2 separate regions of the Anser cygnoides genome follow, and region 2 is linked to region 1. Evidence: chromatin contacts called from public Hi-C data. All regions are on one chromosome and are shown on one strand. The core of a region is the stretch at or near the end of the contact, and the rest is flanking DNA. Distances in the headings are between cores, read along the strand shown.

Region 1 (3,924 bases), core at 862-3,361:
TATCTGAATGGGTTTTGATCTCCCACTGAATACCCACAGCAGCGTATATCGATAGAACTGCATACATTGCACAGAATAAAATTGTCACAGATACTGACAGTAAGTTTATGGCCTGCACTCAGATCAGCTTAGCCAGTATCAGAAAAAAGAAACAATTGCTCATGCATGGTTCATGTCCTCTTTTTTTAAACATCTGCATCTGTTAGCTTATTGCTCATTTGTTTGAGGAAGATAACCTGCAGTAAAGAATTACGCTGATGAGCCTGAATACCGTTAACAGCCCAGTTTTGAAAAGGTATAAAAATAAATGTAGATGGATGTTTTCTATTCCCATTAACAGTCATCCTGGTCTTTCCCAAGAATTCTTATCATTTTTCACTATGAAATAGTCACTAAATTAGTTTCGTACAGGCAGTCTTTTATGCCTAGTTGAGGTTCTGCTTAATACTACCATGCACTGGGGGCCGACTTCTGTAACAACAAATTGTTATTTTTAGCTTGGTTTCAGTTGATGCAAAGAGGAATTTTGCAAGTCTCCCCAGCTAGCCCTGTAGTTTTGAATCAATTGCCTAGATTTAAAACAATTTAACAGACAGGGGTATTGAAAATTTCTACGACTTTCACAAAAGTGAAACAGAAAACGACCAGAGCTTGAAAATCTGTGAGAAGTTCTCCCCACGTTATTGTTTACCAGTTTCTACTGTCTAGTACAGCAAAACAGTAGATTATTCCAAAATGCTCTCTAGAAGAGACTGTGAAAGAAAAAGGATTTGTTCACATACATGAGGAGATAATAAAAAGTCTTATTTGTTTCAGCTAAGGTATTTTGTTGAGCTCTGTGAGAACACTTGATGAAGCACCCCACTGCCATACCTGATCCCAGACCCCGGGATAACATACATTATAATACAGGATAGAAGTAAAAGCTGACACAGGTCTCCCTGGATCAAGAACAGTGTCAGAAGAATGGAAGATCAAGGGAGGCAGTAGTAGAACTTGAAAAAATATTCAGAAAAATATTGTTGGTGAGTTACTCCTCTATTTTTCATGAGAGTCTTTAAAATATTTTCTATTTGTAAATAGTAAATAACTAGTCCACACAGTATTAAGACATGACACTGCAAATTCTCACATACTGCCCCCTACCTCTGTTGAAAATAAACTGCAAGAAGATAGAGCAAGTCACCTTAGAGCTTCTAAAATTAAATGGTCTTTGAGCTAGGAATATCAGAATTGCTGTAAAATTTGGAAAACTTGTTTTGAGATTCTCTTTAAAATTCATTTCATAAAAACAATATTATGATGAAAACAGCTACAAGAAATCCAAGCTACATTTTTTTTCCCAGAATATGTGTATAAACTATCGGTTAGGTAACCATTCTGAACATACATAGAATTAAGCATAAAATAGCAAAAGACAGTACAGCATTTTTCCTTCACGCTCCTCTCCATCTCCCCAAAACTGGGATAATGCACATTTGAAACCTGGATAACTTAAAGAAGAAAAACTGATGCCAAGACTTTCCAGATCAAATAAACAGCTGGGGAAAGAGAAGAGTGATAAATGCACACATTACACATAATTATGAATAATGTTTACAGTGCCTGTGCACATCAAGGATTTTCCCTACTACTGAAGTGGGTACCCCAGCTACTAAAGACAATTTGTACTTACCATTGTATAGAAGAAACATATCCAAATAAAAGACTTTCAGTAAATTAACACATTACTTTGATGTCATTCTTACTCATTTTTACCTAGTAAGCCTGCTGTCACACATCAATTAACAAGGCAAATTAGAGTATAACAATACCTAATACATTCATATGGAACAGAAAAGTTAATCGCATGCTGTTTACAGCTGGCAGCTAAAGTAAGGGCTCTGATTTTTCATCTTTAAATACCCGACTCTGAAGTCTGGGGTACAGAGCCTCTGACACTGAGTGCTACTCACTTGGCGTTACTGACACACAGCCATCCGGTCGTGTTAGGTGACAAGGAGCATCGCTCTCTGACATCCCTCCCCTGGGGCTCTCAGGACGATCGTTCTTCTCCAGCTGGCATCGCAGGGACGCAGGCACAGGCAGCGGCTGCTTCTGCGCGGGCAGGAGGCTGAATCGCTGACAGCTTCACTGATGGGTTTCTCTATCGCATGTAGGAAGCCAGAGAAGAGGCACAATCTTTTGTCAGCGCACATGACTTGTACGGAAAAGAAAGCCTTTTCTAAAAATTACGACATACCCTGTGACTCTCCGTGCTATTTTCCTGGTGGTCATGGGGTCTGTCCCCTCACCACTACAGCCTGGGTTCACACCCTGGAAAAGATTTCTTATTTCGGTGAAGCTTCTCTTGTACATACATTCAAGTTTTCAATACCCTTACAGCTGCAATCAGGGATTCTTTCACCGATAAAAAGAAATTTCATCATATTATTGCACATTCATGTGGACCTACCCTAGTTTTAAAGCACCTGCCCTGAGTGCTGTTAGCATCATAGCCACTCTGTAGCTCTGAATTCTGTACCCCTCCAAAAGCCTCTCTTGGGGTGACGGTAAGTGCTTGGGGTGGAGGAGCCTGTGCTGTTAACAGACGCCATGGAGCTGGTTAAGCATGCAAATGTATTTAATCCAGCTCGGTTCCTGTGGTTTAGAACTACCTTAATATTTAGCTGTTGTTCCTGTCCTGCTCTGGGGCCAAAATAATCACTGTGTTTACAATGGCACATTTACCCTTGGCTCACATTGGCGTGAAACCAGGTCCCACGTGGTCTTTCTCTTCAACGAGGGGCACTGGTGACCTGCTGGGACCAGGGACTCTCTCACCTGGCCACGTCCCTGTCTTTCTGTATGTCTCTGGCCACAGTGGCACCTCAATCTGATCTGCTGTCTGCCTCCAGCACTCCTCAGCTTTGTCCCCTCAAGGATGAAAATGCCTCGGTCTTACCGAAGAAGCTGCTATCAACATGCGCATGTGAAATGCAGTTCTTGCAGTGTGTAAGACTCTGTGCAATGGGGCCTAATCCTAACGTTACAGTTTTATAAGTTACCTACAACACTGCATACTAAAATCAATCAGCTTGGACAAAAGCAAGCTCCATCTCAATCCAAGTGCACACTGCGTTCAAGCCTGCTCAGAGAGGTTTGGGCTGAAACGAACCATTGACTCTGCTGGGACTTGGTAAGGCTGAAACCAACACCCCAAGCGCCTGAGCACACCCCTGAGGACGTGGGAGTCCTTCACGTTTGCTTTCTGACTCTAAGGCTGTTAAAGATAAGCTAAGGCATATTTGCAGAATCCACAAGCGTAAAGTCTGAAGCTTATCTTTCTTAATGTGGGAAAGGTTTCTTGTATAATGAATTTCAGAGCCAGAGGGTTTGAGAACTGGCGATTTGCTCGTACAGAGCAAACCCTCTCATATTATGGACATGGCTTACATAGAGGAAACTACTTTCTGTTAGCATAGCTTACAGCTCTGCGTTGCTTATGAAATCACCACGCCAGAGGGAGAAGCAGATGCAGTCTGCATCTATGGCCGAGTTTTCACTCATCTCATAGAAATATTACCAAAACCAGAGGGGTCACCCATTCTTATCTGTCACATCGGGGTGTCCTGAAATAGCACAGAGGACAGCACGTCTCCTTTCTCCCCCATCTCGGGTCTAGATTTGTGGCCCAGGGCACACTGCTGACGAGGCCTTCTCTTTTTAGGAAGGGCACGAACAGGCATCATGAAATAAGGGAAAACAAACAGTGATGCACTTTGCACAAGGTATGCTGAAGCCTTTTTATTTGTATTTTTAAACATAGTTTTGACAAATACTCCTGTGACACTTTCCCCTAGGCACAGGAGGAGGAGGAGGAGGAGGACTCACCGCTCCCTCCTCCCTCAGACGCTGCCTGGTGGCGCTTTGGCCCCGGCACGC
Region 2 (3,924 bases), core at 928-3,427, 220 kb after region 1:
CCACTGAGTAGGCCTACATTAGGGGCATGGCCAGTTGACAGAGGGGGATAGTTGATCTGTCCCCCTTTGCTTGCTGGTGGTGAGGCCTTGCCAGGACAGTGTGCTGCTTCAGTTCAAGTGGAGTGTTTACAGAGAAGGTCTACCAAGATGATCACAATCTAAATCACTTCCGCTGGGGGCTGAGGGAGCTGGGCCTGTCTTGTCTGTTGAAGAATGCGAGGGGTCACATAGTAGCAGCCTACAGCTACTTGAAGGGGTTTACAAATAGGACAGAGCTAAACTCTTCTTGGTAATAGTAGGCAACAGAACAACAACCAACGGCCAGAAATGGCTTGGGAGGTTCAAGGAGGATATTATTTACTTAGAAGACAGTTAACCCAGACAAATAACATGTTGTTGTTCTGTTTTCTTTTGTTTTGTTTTGGGGGGGAGAGCCAGGGTTGGATGGTTTTGAGAGCTGTCAAGGCAACACTGTAATCAGACCTACTTTCAGTGGGGAGGCTGGACTATGCAATATCCAAAGGTCCTTTCCAACCAACATTTCTATGATTGTATACAAATGTAAAACTGATGTCTTCCCTTGTTTATTGTGGGAAGATAGCTTTTAAATTGCGACCAAAATGCATCTGGGCTGTATTATTTATTTGGGAGTGTGTTTAAGTATACACGGGAGCAAAAAATAAAAATACTCTGCCATCTGTTGATATCTGGCAAACTGCAGATGTTCTTTACTGAAAGCGGAATATTTAATTGCCACATTTAAACCATTGTCTGCTATTTCAATTGGTAATATAAAAATAACAAAGAAATGCAATGCATTTTGAAAAGCTACAGATTGCAAAGTGTTTTTATTTAGTGTATTTATTTATTTAGTGTATTTATTTATTTAAGTGTATTTATTTGGTGTTTTTATTTAACTTGCAAAAGTGAGGAGAAGTGACTGTAGCCAGATTTCAGGAGTCTATAACCTTAAATCTCTTAGTGCAGCAACTGTGATAACAACACTCTTTTCTCTGAATAATTACATTAGCTTCTTCCATTTACTATGATGATTTTTTTTGTTTGTTTGTTTTAGGAAAAAAAAAAGAGGAAAAGAAAAAGCATGCTACATGCTTAAGTGGTCATTGATATGATCAGTTTTGACCAACTATGAGCTACTCACAGAGAAGGCCTCACCAAGAATTGTCGCTGTTGCCTATATCAATAACAGCCCAGCTTCTACTCCTCTACCTTTGTGGCAATTTTAAGATTTGAAGAAAAGCTTGTCAAGTGTAGGGAATTTAATCAGAAGAAAACATACTGATGAGGAAAGATTGTGCAGCCTGTGGTTACACTTCATTTCTGACCCTTTCATCGCAACGGAGAGTTATGTGACCTGTATGTATACTTGTGTCACATCGTTGGAGTAATTAAGGCTCCTGTCCCCTCTCACCACCCCCAGTACTGCTGTCTGCCCTTTAATTATTGCTGTTTCTGCACATCAGTTGTGTGCTGGACATTACACAATGAGTGTAAAGAGGCCATTCCAGGTCCAGGTCCAGTGGACTTAAAATTGAAAGTCTACTCTTAGTCCGTCTCTTTATTGTCAATTTACTGAAGAATTGCTAGCAATTTCTGAATATGAGAAGGCACTTCTTTACTGTGAGGGTGACAGAGCACGGGCACAGGTTGCCCAGAGAGGTTGTGGAGTCTCCTTCTCTGGAGATATTCAAAACCCGCCTGGATGCCACCCTGCACAATGTGCTCTAGGTGATCCTGCTCGGCAGGGGGTTGGACTAGATGATGTTCAGAGGTCTCTTCCAACCTCACCCATTCTGTGTCTCTGTGATTTGGGTCAGGTAATTATCCCCTTGTAATCTTATCTACTCCTTTCCTGCACATGGAAGGATTTCTTCTTCTGTTTTTGCGGCCGTGGTAAGTCACCACGTTCCCGTTATCACAGCAGTCACATCCACAAACACCCGGACTTCTCCCGTTGCTTTCCTCCTCGGCCTGAGCTGTTATTATTAGAGTACTGATTGCGGTTAATCGATTAGGTAATAGCCACAGGGGAGCCGGAGATCTGGGTGTAAAAACTCCCCGCTGGACCTTACACCCACGCCCGCCAGGCGGCTCTCCCCTTCCCCGGCCTTCGGGGAGGTGCTGGCCAGCTGCCGCGGCAGCCCCCCGGGGCAGGCCGTGCTCCGCGGCCGGGAGGAAGAGGAGGAGGAGGAAGAGGAAGAGGAGGAGGAAGGGGAGGAGGAGGAGGGCGCTCGGGAAGCGGAGCGGGCGGCCCATGGCGGCGGGGGGCAGCGGGGGCGGGCTGCTCGCCTTCCTGCGGCTGCTGGGGCAGCTCAAGGTGCCGGGCCGGGGACGGGAGGGCAGGGCGGCGGGGGAGAGGTGCCCGGGGGGGGCCGGGGGGGGCCGGGGGCTTGCCGGCTGCAGATCCAGGTGCCTCGGAGCGCCGAGGTGGCAGCGGGGCGGAATTTGCCCACGTGTCGCTTCAAAACCTAAGGTTTCCCCCTTTAAGTGACCGCGGTGCTCCCTTCCCGCAGAGGGTGCCGCGGACGGGATGGGTGTACAGGAACGTGGCAAAGCCAGAGAGCGTGTCGGATCACATGTACAGGATGGCGATGATGGCCTTGGTGACCGAGGACAAAAACCTGAACAAGGACAGGTGAGAGAGACCCTCTGGTTCCCCTGCCTGGTGCTGCCACGGGGGAGCTGCGGGCACAGCGCTCAGAGCAGCCGTCCTGCTGAGGAGGAGCTCTTAAGGCCCACCGACGGTGTTTGAAGTGCTTTCCCCACATCCCTTCCCTCCATCCTTTGAGCTGTTTACCTGGAGAGGTGAACGGGACGAAGGCTTTTTATCACTAAAATCAGAGTGCTGAGGCTCTGAGCTGGCTTTCCCTCAAGCCTGAGACAAGCAAGCTGAAGGCATCCCGGTAAAAGGCAGTTTGAAGCAACAGACAACAAAGGCAAAGACATTCTCGGTGGATTTGGGCAGGCTGAGTTAGCACTCAGCAGCAATCGGGAGCCTCATAAATCATACAGCATAGAAGAGAGAGCATCATTAGTATTGAACGAGTTGTCAAGTACAGTATGGGATCATATTTGCTGTCACTTCAGGAGCTGATGAAAGCAGTGAAGGCTTTCTTGAGGATTGTGCTACAGGCTGACATAGCTGCTTAGCTGCAAGCATGTTTTGTCAGCTTATAAATTGAATTTGGGGTGGCGGCAGATTACGTTCTACCTGTTACAGGGATAATGTGAAGTGTATAATGTAGGTAGCTCTTGTATGCTTGGTTTTCTGAGATGTGAAAACTACATACATTACTTTTGAATTGTATGCTATTGTGCAAACTATATTTTTACTTATATCTATATTTACAAGCAGCAGGAGATAGAAATTGGGAATTAAAATCATGTCTAAATGGAAAACAAGGCCCTTAGGCCCTTAGCAAAGAAGTGAAATGTATTATGTAAAATCTCTCTCTATATATGAAAGGGATAAATTATGGGGGCTCTTAGCTTTATGAATAATAAGACATAACTTAAAATGTTGAAAAAATGATTATTCTGTCTTTGCTTTTTGTCAGATGCATACGATTAGCGTTGGTTCATGATATGGCTGAATGCATTGTTGGAGATATTGCTCCTGCAGACAACATCTCAAAAGAGGAGAAACACAGGAGAGAAGAGGTATAGACATAAGCTGTGAAACCACATCTGCCAAGCATTTTGAATGTTTTAAATGCTCTGCTGGTAGTGAAGAGACCCTCAAAGCAACCTAACACTGTCATTGGCATTGCACAAGTAGGCCACTAACACCCAAAGTTTTCAGCTTGTTTTAATATTTTTTTAACATGTAACATAACAAAGTACAAAGTTACGGAAGGAGAATCTTTGAAGTAATCACATTGATAATTTGTTCCCAAGCTAGCA

What was found. Hi-C and Micro-C count contacts between places; a contact is called where the count stands out from the background.
Region 2: a contact with region 1 is called in a Hi-C map of liver, with 6 times the contacts expected there. The contact joins the promoter of HDDC2 here to the promoter of NCOA7 in region 1. A contact is called at or near these places in 3 of 7 Hi-C or Micro-C datasets (granulosa cells and liver).

What each region holds. Positions count from the first base shown.
Region 1 is chr3:65,811,043-65,814,966 of Taihu_goose_T2T_genome, forward strand. NCOA7 (nuclear receptor coactivator 7) reads right to left here and starts at 2,112. Exons shown (of 16, transcript XM_048065604.2): 1 at 1,956-2,112.
Region 2 is chr3:66,028,249-66,032,172 of Taihu_goose_T2T_genome, forward strand. HDDC2 (HD domain containing 2) reads left to right here and starts at 2,178. Exons shown (of 5, transcript XM_066994324.1): 1 at 2,178-2,338; 2 at 2,535-2,656; 3 at 3,579-3,681. The coding sequence starts at 2,276.